2 separate regions of the Zea mays genome follow, and region 1 is linked to region 2. A link is a contact called in public Hi-C data. All regions are on one chromosome and are shown on one strand. Each heading gives the region's core, a stretch centred on a gene start, on an enhancer-like site or on the middle of the called end of the contact. The rest is flanking DNA. Distances are from core to core; before and after follow the strand shown.

The links. A called contact is a pair of places that touch in the nucleus more often than the background predicts.
Region 1: a contact with region 2 is called in a Hi-C map of tassel, with 2.0 times the contacts expected there. The contact joins the promoter of LOC100273453 here to the promoter of LOC103630332 in region 2. A contact is called at or near these places in 4 of 25 Hi-C or Micro-C datasets (ear, leaf and tassel).

The regions. Positions count from the first base shown.
Region 1 is chr6:156,315,846-156,322,257 of Zm-B73-REFERENCE-NAM-5.0, forward strand. It overlaps LOC100273453, which reads left to right and starts at 2,779. Exons shown (of 5, transcript NM_001147890.1): 1 at 2,779-2,960; 2 at 3,795-3,995; 3 at 4,147-4,313; 4 at 4,536-4,806; 5 at 5,175-5,553. The coding sequence starts at 2,960. The coding sequence ends at 5,443.
Region 2 is chr6:156,032,573-156,039,192 of Zm-B73-REFERENCE-NAM-5.0, forward strand. LOC103630332 (ARM REPEAT PROTEIN INTERACTING WITH ABF2) reads right to left here and starts at 2,923. Exons shown (of 19, transcript XM_008651393.3): 1 at 2,308-2,923; 2 at 2,042-2,208; 3 at 643-815; 4 at 440-560; 5 at 251-325. The coding sequence starts at 2,629.

The DNA.
Region 1 (6,412 bases), core at 1,529-4,028, 280 kb after region 2:
TTCAATTCGTCCAAAATAATCGACATTGTCAAGCCCCGGCGTAAAGACTCCAGAACACGTTGTTTTCCGATTGGGCCGACTTTGGTCGTAGTGTGTTGTGCGAAAACGGTATCCATTGTTGTGCGAAATCTAGTTATTTCATGTGGATCTCTTAGGTTTCTACACATAGTGTCTCACAACTTTCTCCAAACATTCTAAAATTTTTATCACAGCCTATACATATGATATCATGACACGTGGACAAGTTTCATGATGTTCTGACTTTGTTTGTGTTTTATACAATTTTTAAACATGTGGATGCCAAGTTCACGGCCATGTTTAGTGAGCATGTTGCTCGAAGTTTCCGATACGCTTCTGCAATCGGTCGTAACTTATGCTAAGTAACATGAATATCATTTTTTCATGCACGGTTTTCCAAGTTTCGAGTGACCTGCAGTTCAAATTTGAATTTTCCGAAGAAATTCAAATAAACGAACTAAATCTACTAACTATGTAAACTATGTTATAATTGTCCACAAATGATACATGTAGGTCTACATAGTGTAGGAACATACCACAAAAAGTTTGGGAGACAAAATAAAAAAAATGAAAATACACTTTGCCGAGTGTCTAGGTATGACACTCGGCAAAGAGGGCTTTGCCGAGTGTCTATTACGTAGCACTCGGCAAAGAAGCCTCTTTGCCGAGTGCCAGCCGTTGGCTCTCGGCAAAGACTGACGGCCGTCAGCTCTGGGACGGCCGCTGACGGCCCTTTGCCGAGAGCCCCGTTTGCCGAGTGCGTTACACTCGGCAAACTTGTCTTTGCCGAGTGACTACCTGTGCCGAGTGTTTAGCACTCGGTAAAGGGGCTCTTTGCCGAGAGCCTAACTTTACCGAGTGCGGCACTCGGCAAAGCCTTCTTTGCCGAGTGCCCGACAAAAGGCACTCGGCAAAGAATGCAACACTCGGCAAAGCCTCGGATTCCGGTAGTGTATGAGAAAAAGGAAAAAAATCGGGTCGTGCCAGATCGAGCCCGCCGTGGCCTTAGGCTCAGGGCTGGCAGGGCTCGATAGCCAACATGCCAGGTTGTATTTATGCCGGGCTAAAACGGTATCGGGTTACGGGCTTATCGGATGGTCCGACCCGTTTAGACATCTCTAACTGCTATGTTGCCGTGGAGAACTTGGCTTTTAAGAAATGAGGTGGTCCATGGTACAAAGCTTATGCTTGTGGCTGTATCTGTCAGTTTCCTTTAGAATTATGCTACTTCTCTGCTCCTTAGCTGATATCAGACAATGGAAAAAGGACCTAAAGGGTAAGCGAACTATCCTTTTTAGTTTCTGAACAAAGAAGTGGAAGCACAGTGTGTGCCCAGTCTTTTCTAAAACTTAAACATAACGACTAACCAAAATAAAATGGAATTAAACTAACTAGTCTAGCTAAAATTATGTCGTCGCTATTTTTACTAGCACTTTATAAATATATTAGTTAAACAATTAAGATATCGAGCTAGATAGAACTATCTTAAATAATTCTAGCAAGCAAGGTCTTCTAAACAATTAGTACTAAACAGAGATCTTATACATACTAGTGAGCAACCCGCATAAAGCTTAAGCGCATTAGCACTACTTAGACAGCAAAGCTATACAAACTAAATTATGTACCCAAAATAAAGAGTACGAAACAAATAACAATTAAATCTAGAAAATAGCTGATATGGTACTAATATTGCTATGGGTTAAGACTACAGTTTGCAGTGCGAAATAGAACGAGAACTAATACAACACTAACATAAATAGAGCCATAAATCTCTTTTATTGAAACCTGACACCAATTAAATGTCCTATGTGCTTCATGGGTAGCTTTTTTACCAACACGTAGCACCACTGTGATATGAGGTGAAAAGTCATTCGACAACAGGCCACTACAATATTGGTTTGGCGGCGTTCACCAGGTACATACCATGTATACAATGCGGATAAATCCTGAGCCACGCGTTACACACATGTCTAGGTAGCCTCTCCTCAAATCCAAAGAAGCACTTGCCATTTAGGTGTAATCGGATTAGATACAGACGGATATTGCTTCTTCTATATTTATTTTTATATTTTCCTTTCGGATTAGAATCGGATATAAATATTATCAAGTGTCGAATAAAATTTAAATAGATATTGATATTTTAAATCGAATATCGAGTAACCAGGCTTTTGAAACGAATTGGATCTCAATCCTTCTATACGGATCGAGTTCCATAGCATTTACCTCCGTACTTGCCGTTGTAAGGAAACAACAATGTCTAAAATCGAGATTGGTTTCATACGCCTGTACTATAAAAATTGTTTTTTCTTTCAACTTCTATAACAGTTTCCCTACGTACCCCTGCCGATCGATCTCTGTAGTTACCTCCGAGCCATTTACCAACCCATACTCAGAATATCTTAACACCATAAGGTCCAAAGCTCAAAAGTTACCAACAAAAGGAGGCACCCATTTTAATCATTAATGGCCTCCCCCTCCGACACCCCAGACTCAAATCAAATCTGCCTTGTCTCTGCTGCCCCAGCCCCAACTCTGCTCCAAAGCTTCAAGCATCAGCAACCCCCTCCACCACCTCTTCCTCCTCGGTCCTCACCTGGAGTTGTAGCAAGCAGCACCACATCATATCACAGCAGAGCAGAGAGTGGGGTGAAGCAGGGAGCTGGGCAGGAGAGCCCCAACGGCCTGTCCTGCCGCGGCCATGCGTTTCTCTGCGCTGCTCCTCATCGTGGCGCTGCTCTGCCTCGGCGGCGGCGGTGGCGGCCGCGTGACGGCGTCCACCGAATTCAACTTCCCGGCGGTGTTCAACTTCGGGGACTCCAACTCCGACACCGGCGGGCGCGTGGCCGCCGGCTTCGAGTCCATCTTCCCGCCCTACGGCTCCAGCTTCTTCGGCGGGCCCGCCGGCCGCTTCTGCGACGGCCGCCTCGTCATCGACTTCCTCAGTACGCCCGCTCTCTCGCTCCCTCTCTACCTCCTCGACTCCATCTCCTTGAATTTCACTCGTTACTACACCGACCGCTACCACCCGCGCTGCGCCCTGTGATAATCGGTGCACCGTGCGCCGGCGGATGATTGTATTCTTGAATCTGCCTTGTTGATAGCTCTTGGCGCCCACCGAGTGCATCAACAAGACAACAAGAAACCGGTCCCTATACGAATGGTATTGGCTACCGTGTTCAGTTCGTCCGCGCGGTTGTTGGGAAAAAAAAATGGACGGTTTAGTTAGGCTGGTGCGCAGCCGGACAGGACAAATACACCCGTGCGGTGGTTAGGCAGCGGAGATTGACGCATCATTGCGACCTCGCAAATGGTCCTTGTCTCCCTGGTGGTTGTATGCTCTGTTCCAACATCCGTTGAGGAACTGCGCTTGGTGTGTGTGGTCCAGTTCCTGCAATTAGCGTGGTTGTTGTTCGTCGCGGCATCTTCGTGGGATTTGGTAGATCTGCAAGAAAGTGAGTGCTGCTTTTCAATGGAGTTCTTTAGCAATCAGTGAGATTTGGTTTGCCATAGGCCGCCTTCTTTTCCTGGGTCTACTGATTGAGCCCTCCCAGTCCCATGTGCTTGCCATTAAGCAACTTGACAATCAATGAAAAGGTGAGGGGGTCCGAAGGAGTAATTACGAAGCAAATAACTTGACTGTGCAGATTTATTGCACTGAATAACAGAAATGACACACAAAGTGTTTTTTTTTAAAAAAACTTTAGACAGAAAATCAAAAGGATATACCTCTCCTCTTCGTAACATAGAATTCTTATCTCATAAATTCGTTCGTGCAGTGGAGGCAATGGATATGCCACTCCTCAACGCGTACCTGGATTCTCTAGGCACGCCAAGCTTTCGGACCGGCGTTAATTTTGCTCAAGCTGGATGTTCGATCACACCAGCAAAGCCGACATCAGTCAGCCCATTCTCATTTGGTCTCCAGATCAAGCAGTTCTTCGCCTTCAAGAACAAAGTCACTAAGCTCCTGTCTGAAGGTACGGCCTCTCACTTTGTAAAGTTGTGTGGGTTACCAAGCAATGTAGGAATATCGTCTCCAGCTGATAGCCAACCAAAGCCTTCTAGATTGAACAACTTGAGACTAGAGAGGTATGCTGGTGAAGTAACTTTGTTTTTTTACTCGTGCAGGAGATATGCACAGCCGATACATTCCTCAGCAAGATTACTTCTCAGAGGGACTCTACACGTTCGATATTGGGCAGAATGACCTTGCTGGTGAGTTCTATTCAAGAACAGAGGACCAGGTCATCGCATCCATTCCAACTATTTTGCTGGAATTTGAGAATGGTCTCAAGGTTTGTAAAAGATATAGCACTTCTATCCTTGCAGAGCTTCCTATGCCTCTTTCCCCAAAGCTGACTAATTGGTGTACAGGGATCCTACTCTGATGTAAATGTAATTCACTTAGGTCTCCAAGTTCAGAAATTTCATTCTTTCCATACTCTTCCTTCTATATGCTGTCTTGGTGTAAGGAGGTGCTTCACACCTGACCCATTTTCTCTGTTCCTTGACTTCAGAAACTGTATGACCAAGGTGCTAGGAAGTTCTGGATTCACAACACGGGCCCCCTCGGTTGCTTGCCTCAAAACATTGCCCTCTTCGGCAAAGACCCATCCCAACTGGACGAGCTCCACTGTGTGGCGAAGCACAACCGTGCCGCAAAGCTTTTCAACTTACAGCTGCACGCACTTTGCACGAAGCTGAGGGCAGAATTCGATGGAGCCAGCATCACTTACGTGGACATCCACACGATCAAATACAGCCTGATCGCCAACTACTCTCGATACGGTATGTAGCATACGATTTCCATTTCGTGTGCGTGATTATTATCATGCACCCGGATCGTTCAAGATTTGTATCTTGACTCACGAGTGTTATATGATTTGCTTTGAAGCGCATTATAATGAAGCAGCACTATCAATCCAGAACAAGTGCTTGCAATAATAAACATGAACCCCCACTAATGCAGATTCAGGTGGAGAAATAAATCTGCTTTACTTTTGTGGGCATTCTGTATCACTCTGCTTACATGTATTGTGACATCTCACTCGAATGCTAGTGTTTTAGGCCTGTTGCTAGCACATCAGGAAATTATTTCTGTCGTGTGACCAATAACCGAAGAAGCAACTCTGACATCCACTTCTGTTTTTCAACAGGGTTCGAGCACGCCACTCAGGCGTGCTGTGGATACGGAGGCCCACCCCTGAACTACGATGGTAACGTACCATGTGGACACACGGTGTCTCTGGATGGTAAGATGGTCACCGCAAAAGGGTGCAGCGACACTACTGAATTCGTCAACTGGGATGGGATACATTACACGGAAGCTGCGAATTTCCATATCGCCTCGCAGATCCTGACCGGGAAGTATTCTGATCCTCCGTTCGTGGATAAGATGCCGTTCGTCATAAAACCTAGATTCTGATTGGCATACAATTTTCCCTCTTTACTCACCCACTTTACAGCACCGGTTGCAGATACGATGTATACTTATTACTTGCCAATAACCATATATAGCTTGAGTAAAAAAATCATATATACGGCTTGGTTTCAGTTGTCCAAAAGGTTCAGCTTTTTTTTTTCTAACGGTCTTTTCTAAGAATCTGATTATGTAGAGAATTTGGTTGTAAGTGAGTATATAGGATTTAGAATCTGAAAGTAAAGTGTGGATTTCTCTTATTGCGGCAACTCAATTGGTTGTGGGTTCACATTGATTTTAAACATTTTCACCAAATCGATTTTTATATAAAATGGCTGAAAAGTTGGACGTTTGACAGCCTGTGGTAGCTTATGGTGGCTAAAATCAGTAAAAAAAAGATGAAACAAACATAGCCTATAGCTTCTTGTGCTCGATTTGATGATTATATCGCATTATCCTTGTTTGGTTCACTTTTTTCTGATGTGCTTTTATAAAAATCTAGATTCCAGCGGAATCTGGCTGTGAGTATATGTTAAATATCGTGGGGTTTAAGTGAGAAAGAAAATGAATGAGTTCATATAGTTTAGGATCTAGAAAATGACATATTACTCTCATCACGACGACTCGACGGATTTTATGTTCATATTAATTTAGACGACTTTCATCAAAGCAACTTCCATAGAAGTGGACTCAGAAACAAAACATTTGGCTGCCAGAAGCCGATTCTACCGACCAAAACATTGATTAAGCTTAAACAAACACCTCCAATAACTTAGGGGGTGTTTGGTTAGAGTGACTAAAGATTAGTCTCTAGTTTTTAGTCCCACTTAGTCCCTTTTTTGCCAAACACTAGGACTAAAATATGGACTAAAATAATTTAGTCTTTAGTCCTTCACATATGTGCTAAAAGGGACTAAACCATATTAATTCCACATTTACCCCTCATTTAGTTCAATTGTACTAATAGTAGGAGAA
Region 2 (6,620 bases), core at 1,673-4,172:
CAAGATGGAGCATTGAAATTTTATATTTCATAAGGCCTTGCGATGATATATGCTGATTAAGGGTTGTGCAAAACCGTAGAATGGCACTATTTCAAAGGATTTGATAATTTATCTGTAACAACATTAACCTGCTCATAATAAATCAAACATACATCTCAACAGTGTGAGAAAGTGCTCTTGGAGAAGTCGAGTTGACATCAGAGTATTCAGTGCCTCATAATCAAAACTGGAGAATAGCACAAGGCCTTACTGCTTCATAGTGAATTGCGGCATCTTCAGATCGCAGCATTAAGATCAAAGTTGGCAAAGCATTGCATTGAACAATCTGCATTGCAGGAACTTACCATGTTGTGAATATGTGTAAAAGCATATGCAAGTTCAGATGTCAAAATCTAACATAAATATAGCCTTCGTTGATTTTGATAATTTGATATCTCACCTGAGTTTTATTTTCATCATTTTTAAAGGCTAAAGTCCGCAAGGCCCCTGCAGCTGCCCTCTGCACCTTAAGATCCTGAGATTCTAGCAATTCAACAAGTGGTGGGATTCCACCTTCCATTCTGCGGTAAACCAAAACCATCAGCAAGTGAAAAGTTCTCAAGGAAAAGGTTACCAAATGATCAAAGAGGCATAAAACAAAACCTGACTCTAGTTTTGATGTTGCTATTCTCATGTGCAAGGTTGGTAATTGCATCAGCTGCTCTCTTGATAACGCTATTAACCATCCTTGAATTTGTAGTACTTCTCTGCCTTTTCAAAAGTTTCACTAGGGGAGGTAGTGCACCAGCATCAACTATAAATTGTTGATGTTCAGGCTGTTAAAGTGAGACACATAATAAATTAGCATTAGTAACTTGATGAAAAGTACACACCAGTAAAGCATCAATGCTCAAAACACAACTATTAAAAGATCCCTACAGAACTAGAGCAAACAGGATATCCTAGGTTCTAGGTTTTTCTAAGAGTAAAGTGCACTATTGGTCCCTAAACTTGTAGCGTTGTGTCATCTCGGTCCCTAAACTCTATGTGCATCCAGGTCCCTAAACTTGTGAAGTTATATCATCCTGGTCCCTAAACTCTCAACCACTGTTTTTAAGGCGTCGCCTAGGCGTCACCTAGGCGTCCGGGCGGTGGTCTGACGCCTAGGCGCCTTGCCCGCCTACCTCGCCTAGGCGTCGCCTAGGCGCCGCCTAGGCGTCTAGGCGGTGGTCCAACGCCTTGGAGCGCCTTACCGCTTTAAAAACCATGCTCTCAACCTACACATTCTGGTCCTTATACTTCTATAGTTGTGTCATCCGGGTCCATGAACTTGTTTTTAGTGTCATCACAGGTCCAAGTAGTTTGAACCTTTGATGACACTAAAAACAAGTTTAGAGACCCAGATGACACAACCATACAAGTACAAGGACCTAAATGTGCATGTTGAGAGTTCAGGGATCAGGATGATATGACTTCATAAGTTTAGGGACCTGGATGCACACTTTGATAGTTTAGGGACCGGGATGACACAACGCTACAAGTTTCGGAACCGGCAGTGTACTTTACTCTTTTTCTAAAGGGTACTAGAGACTGACTAGAAAGACACCAAGTAGCACTTGGAAGTTCCTAAATTTTCCTAACTATTAGAAGGCATGGGATCTTACAGTTTTTTACAAGAAATACAGATATATGAGGATGCAGATTTGGGTGTTTAGAACTACTATATATGAGCATTATTTGTCACCTAGGGTGACAAACCAATAGTCCATCACCCATACCCGACCGAACACATCCGACTATGTCACTTCGATATCTGGTTGATCCAACTGCAGCATTGGGTGCAGGTGATGGATCGTTGGTCCATCACCCAAGGTGTATATATGCGTGCGGGCAGGCATGGGCGCGCGTGCGTATTGAAGTTCTTCCTTAGTAATCCTATATGTTAAGTGAAACTTGAAAATTCACAGCCCTATTTATAGAACATAAACTTGTCAAAAATACAAGTAATTGCATTGGTACCAAAAGTGCATCTACAACTCAATTAGGGAATCAATGAAGGAACCTTTACAGCTAGGAGGCCCAGAGTGAAGGCAGCGCCCTTCTCAACCTCAAGCTCAAACGGCCGCAGTTGTTGTTCCTCCTGCGTTTGCGCCGCCACAGCAGGCTCTTCTAGGTGGCACACCAAGGCCGCCACGGCGCCACCCTCTACAATCATGTTGACAACCTCCTCTGCTCTTGACAACCACCAAGAACCACCAGATCCACTCGGTAAGGATGCGGGTGCACGGATCGGCGCGGCCGGTATGAGGTTTGGCGAAGGAAGGTTACCGTTTTTGGCGAGCTCAGCGAGGACGTGGGTGGCGCGCTTGGCGGCGGCGCGGTCTGCGTGGCGCCACGAAGAGGCGCAGCGAATGAGGACATCAACCTGCGCGCGGACCTCGCGCGCAAGCGCCGCGTGGGAGTGGCGGCAGATCTCGGGGGTGCCCGCCGAGCCGTCCTCCTCCTCGTTGTCATCGTCGGCGCCCGCACTGCCGAGCGAGGACGCGGCGGCGGCGGTGGCGGCGGATGCCTCGTCCTCCAACTTCCGCTTCTGCCCCTTGCGGCGCGGGCGCTGGCGCGGGCGCTGCTGCTTTTGCTGCTCCGCCTCCATTCGATAGGTCGACGGCGGCGCGGAGAGCGTGTCGGATTGAGGAAGGAGAAGGCGCAAGGAGTATGATTCCGGCGCGGTAGGGTCGGGTTCGACAGAAAAGTAGAAATTAAAAAATGAATGGTTTTTTTTAATTAAACACTTTTTATTTAAACGACCGATGTTTTAATAATAACCTCTCCTGGTTTTTAGAAAAAAGAAACAAGCAGTGTGATTCCAGAGCGATAAGGACGTGTTCGACAAAAAAAAGTATGAATGGAAAAATAAATAATTTTGATTTTTAACATTTTATTATCAATTGATATTTAATAATAACCCTTCTTAGTTTTTTACCAACGCTTCGCTTGCTACCCCAAACCACACAATTGCGTGTGGCAATACAACCGTACCAATTCATGGACGTGATAATTGTACCGTCGTGGTCCATGATGTATAGTTCCATCTACACATGATCGGGCTTAGATTAGATCATGGTCGGATCATTAGTTGTTTGGCACTAGACCTCGTTGGGTCGAGTTCGGATAGGATCAAAATCTAGATGTGAGTCATTTAGTACGGCTCGTACTTGACCTATTTCTAGTATCGGATCGAGTTGGGTCGATCCGTGACTCTCTGTTTGACGTGTCGGGTTAGCTCTTTTGGATCGGGTCAGGTTTTTTGGCTTTAGGTCGGGTCAGGTTTTTTATCTTTAGGTCGGGTTTAGGGTTAAAAAATATAGTACGTACACGCCATTGTATTGGTCGGACTGGGGGGGTTTCGAGTAGGTCCGACCGGATGGCTCATGATCAGGTCTATCTGGCTTGTGTCTTACCTGTGTCTAATGTCATTATGTCAGTCACGTTGGGTTGGCTCATACCTACCTGTTGGACATGTTGAATCGAGATTTTTTGGATTGGGTCAGGTTTTTGGTTAAAAATCATGGCCCATATCCAGTATGTGAAATATTGGTATGGCTCGTACCTATCTGTCGGGGACCATAATTAGGGGTACCCTCAAGACTCCTAATTCTCAGCTGGTAACCCCATCAGCATAAAGCTGCAAAGGCCTGATGGGTGCGATTAAGTCAGGGATCAGTCCATACGAGCGACTCGATCATGCCTCGCCCGAGCCTAGCCTCGGACAAGGGCAGCCGACCCCGAGGGATTTCCGTCTCGCCCGAGGCCCCCCTCCAATGGCGGACACATCTCCGGCTCGCCCGAGGCCTTGCCTTCGCTAAGAAGCAACCCTGACTAAATCGCCGCACCGACCGACCGAGTCGCAGGAGCATTTAACGCAAAGGTGGTCTGACACCTTTGTCCTGACGCGCGCCCCCCAGCAGAGACGAAGTGACCGCCGTCACTTCGCCGCTCCACTGACCGGCCTGACAAAAGGACAGTGTCGCCTGCGCCACTCCGACTGCAGTGCCACTTGACAGAGTGAGACTGACAGGCAGTCAGGCCCTGCCAAAGGCACCATAGGAAACTCCGCTCCGCCCGACCCAGGGCTCGGACTCGGGCTAAGTCCCGGAAGACGGCGAACTCCGCTCCGCCCGACCCAGGGCTCGGACTCGGGCTAAGTCCCGGAAGACGGCGAACTCCGCTCCGCCCGACCCAGGGCTCGGACTCGGGCTAAGTCCCGGAAGACAGCGAACTCCGCTCCGCCCGACCCAGGGCTCGGACTCGGGCTCAGCCCCAGAAGACGACGAACTCCGCTTCGCCCGACCCCAGGGCTCGGACTCCGCCCTGGCCTCTGCCGAACGACCTCCGCCTCGCCCGACCCAGAGGCTCGGACTCGGCCTCGGCCATGGAAGACAGACTCGACCTCGGCTTCGGAGGAGCCTCCACGTCGCCCAACCTAGGGCGCAGGCCAGCCACGTCAACAGGAAGCGCCATCATCACCCTACCCCGAGCTGACTCGGGCCGCAGAGAACAAGACCGGTGTCCCATCTGGCTAGCTCCGCCAGATAGGCAATGATGGCGCCTCGCATGCCCTGTGACGACGGCGGCTCTCAGCTCTCTTACGGAAGCAGGAGGACGTCAGCAAGGACTCGACCGCTCCGACAGCTGTCCCTCCGCCAGGCTCCGCTGCTCCTCCGACGGCCACGACATCACACCAGCTGGGTGCCAAGATCTCTCCGGCTGCCACATCGGCATGTACTTAGGGCGCTAGCTCACCCCCGCTAGACACGTAGCACTCTGCTACACCCCCATTGTACACCTGGATCCTCTCCTTACGCCTATAAAAGGAAGGACCAGGGCCCTCTTAGAGGGGGTTAGCCGCGCGGGGACGAGGACGAGACAGGCGCTCTCTTGGGGCCGCTCGCTTCCCTCACCCGCGTGGACGCTTGTAACCCCCTACTGCAAGCGCACCCGACCTGGGCGCGGGACGAACACGAAGGCCGCGGGATTTCCACCTCTATCACGCCCGTCTCCGGCCACCTCGCTTCCCCCCTTCGCGCTCGCCCACGCGCTCAACCCATCTGGGCTGGGGCACGCGGCACATTCACTCGTCGGCTTAGGGACCCCCCGGTCTCGAAACGCCGACAGTTGGCGCGCCAGGTAGGGGCCTGCTGCGTGTTGACGAACAGCTTCCCGTCAAGCTCCAGATGGGCAGTCTCCAGCAACCTCTCCGACCCGGGACGGTGCTCCGTTTCGGGGGCCTTGGGTTCATGTCCTTCGACGGCAGCTACGACATGATACTCCTTCCACCGCCGCGCGACAACGACAATGGCGGCCGACGGCCCGCCCACCGGCGGCGGAATCGACGACGCCTTCCCCGCGTGATGGAAGAACAACATCCGAGCTCGCCCCGTCCTCTCCCCCGCCAAAGGAGGAGGAGGCGGGGCAACCAAGGCCAAGCGGGAGGCCGCGCCTCGTCGGCTGTCGAGCGAGTCGACATCCCCAGCGCCCCAACGGGGGGCGCGTCGGGCGTCGACCTCGCGTTTGAGACGAAGGCGAGCGCCGTCTCCCCGCGACACGCCAATCCTGAGCAAGTGGACGATGCCAGCGCGCTCGCGGAGAGCTTGCAGGACGTCGCCCTCGCACCTGAGACGACGGTGCAATCAGTCCCCGACGTGACTATGTCGCTGCTCGTCGACCAAAAGGTACCGACCGATTCCCATCCTACGTCATTTCGACTCAGCCTCAACCCGCCTAGCGACCTTGCTTTGGCGGGCGCTCTCGTAGAGGCGAGTGCAACCCCTCTGGGGTTTCGCATGCGGTCGCCTTGGGACCGGCTGACGGACGTCTCGACCTACAGACCCTCTGGATCTGAGGAAGATGACGATCCGAGCATCTGTTGGGATTTCTCTGGATTTGGCAACCCCAGTGCCATGCGGGACTTCATGACCGCATGTGACTACTGCCTCTCCGGCTGTTCCGACGGTAGCCGCAGCCTCGACGACGAGGACTGCGGCCCAAGCCGCGAATGTTTCCACGTCGAGCCAGGGAATCCCTCCGAAGGCAACCATCTCGGTATGCCGGGGGACGGTGATCTCCCTAGGCCGGTGCCTCGCGCTGACATCCCGCGGGAGCTAGCTGTGGTCCCCGTTCCGGCGGGGGGTCACGACCCACAGCTCGAGCAAGTCCGCGGGGCGCAGGCCAGGCTCGACGAGGGAGCAGGAGCGCTTGAGCCGATCCGCCGGGACGTCGGGCAGGTATGGGCGGGCCAACCCCCGGCCGGAGAAATACATCACCTGCCCCAGGGTCTCCAGCACCGCGTCGCCAGCGACGTCAGGGTCAGGCCGCCACCCGCATCCAGTGGGGTCGGCCAGAACCTGGCTGCCGCAGCGATGCTTCTCCGCGCGATGCCGGAGCCATCAACCACCGAGGGTCGGCGAATCCAGGGAGAGCTCAAGAATCTCCTGGAAGGCGCTGCGGTCCGACGGGCCGAGAGCTCTGCCTCCCGAAGGCAGGGATACCCCTCGGAACCTCATGCCGCGACTTCCCGATTCATGCGGGAAGCCTCGGTCTACACCGGGCGCACGCGCTACACCGCGCCTGCGGCCCCGGGCCAC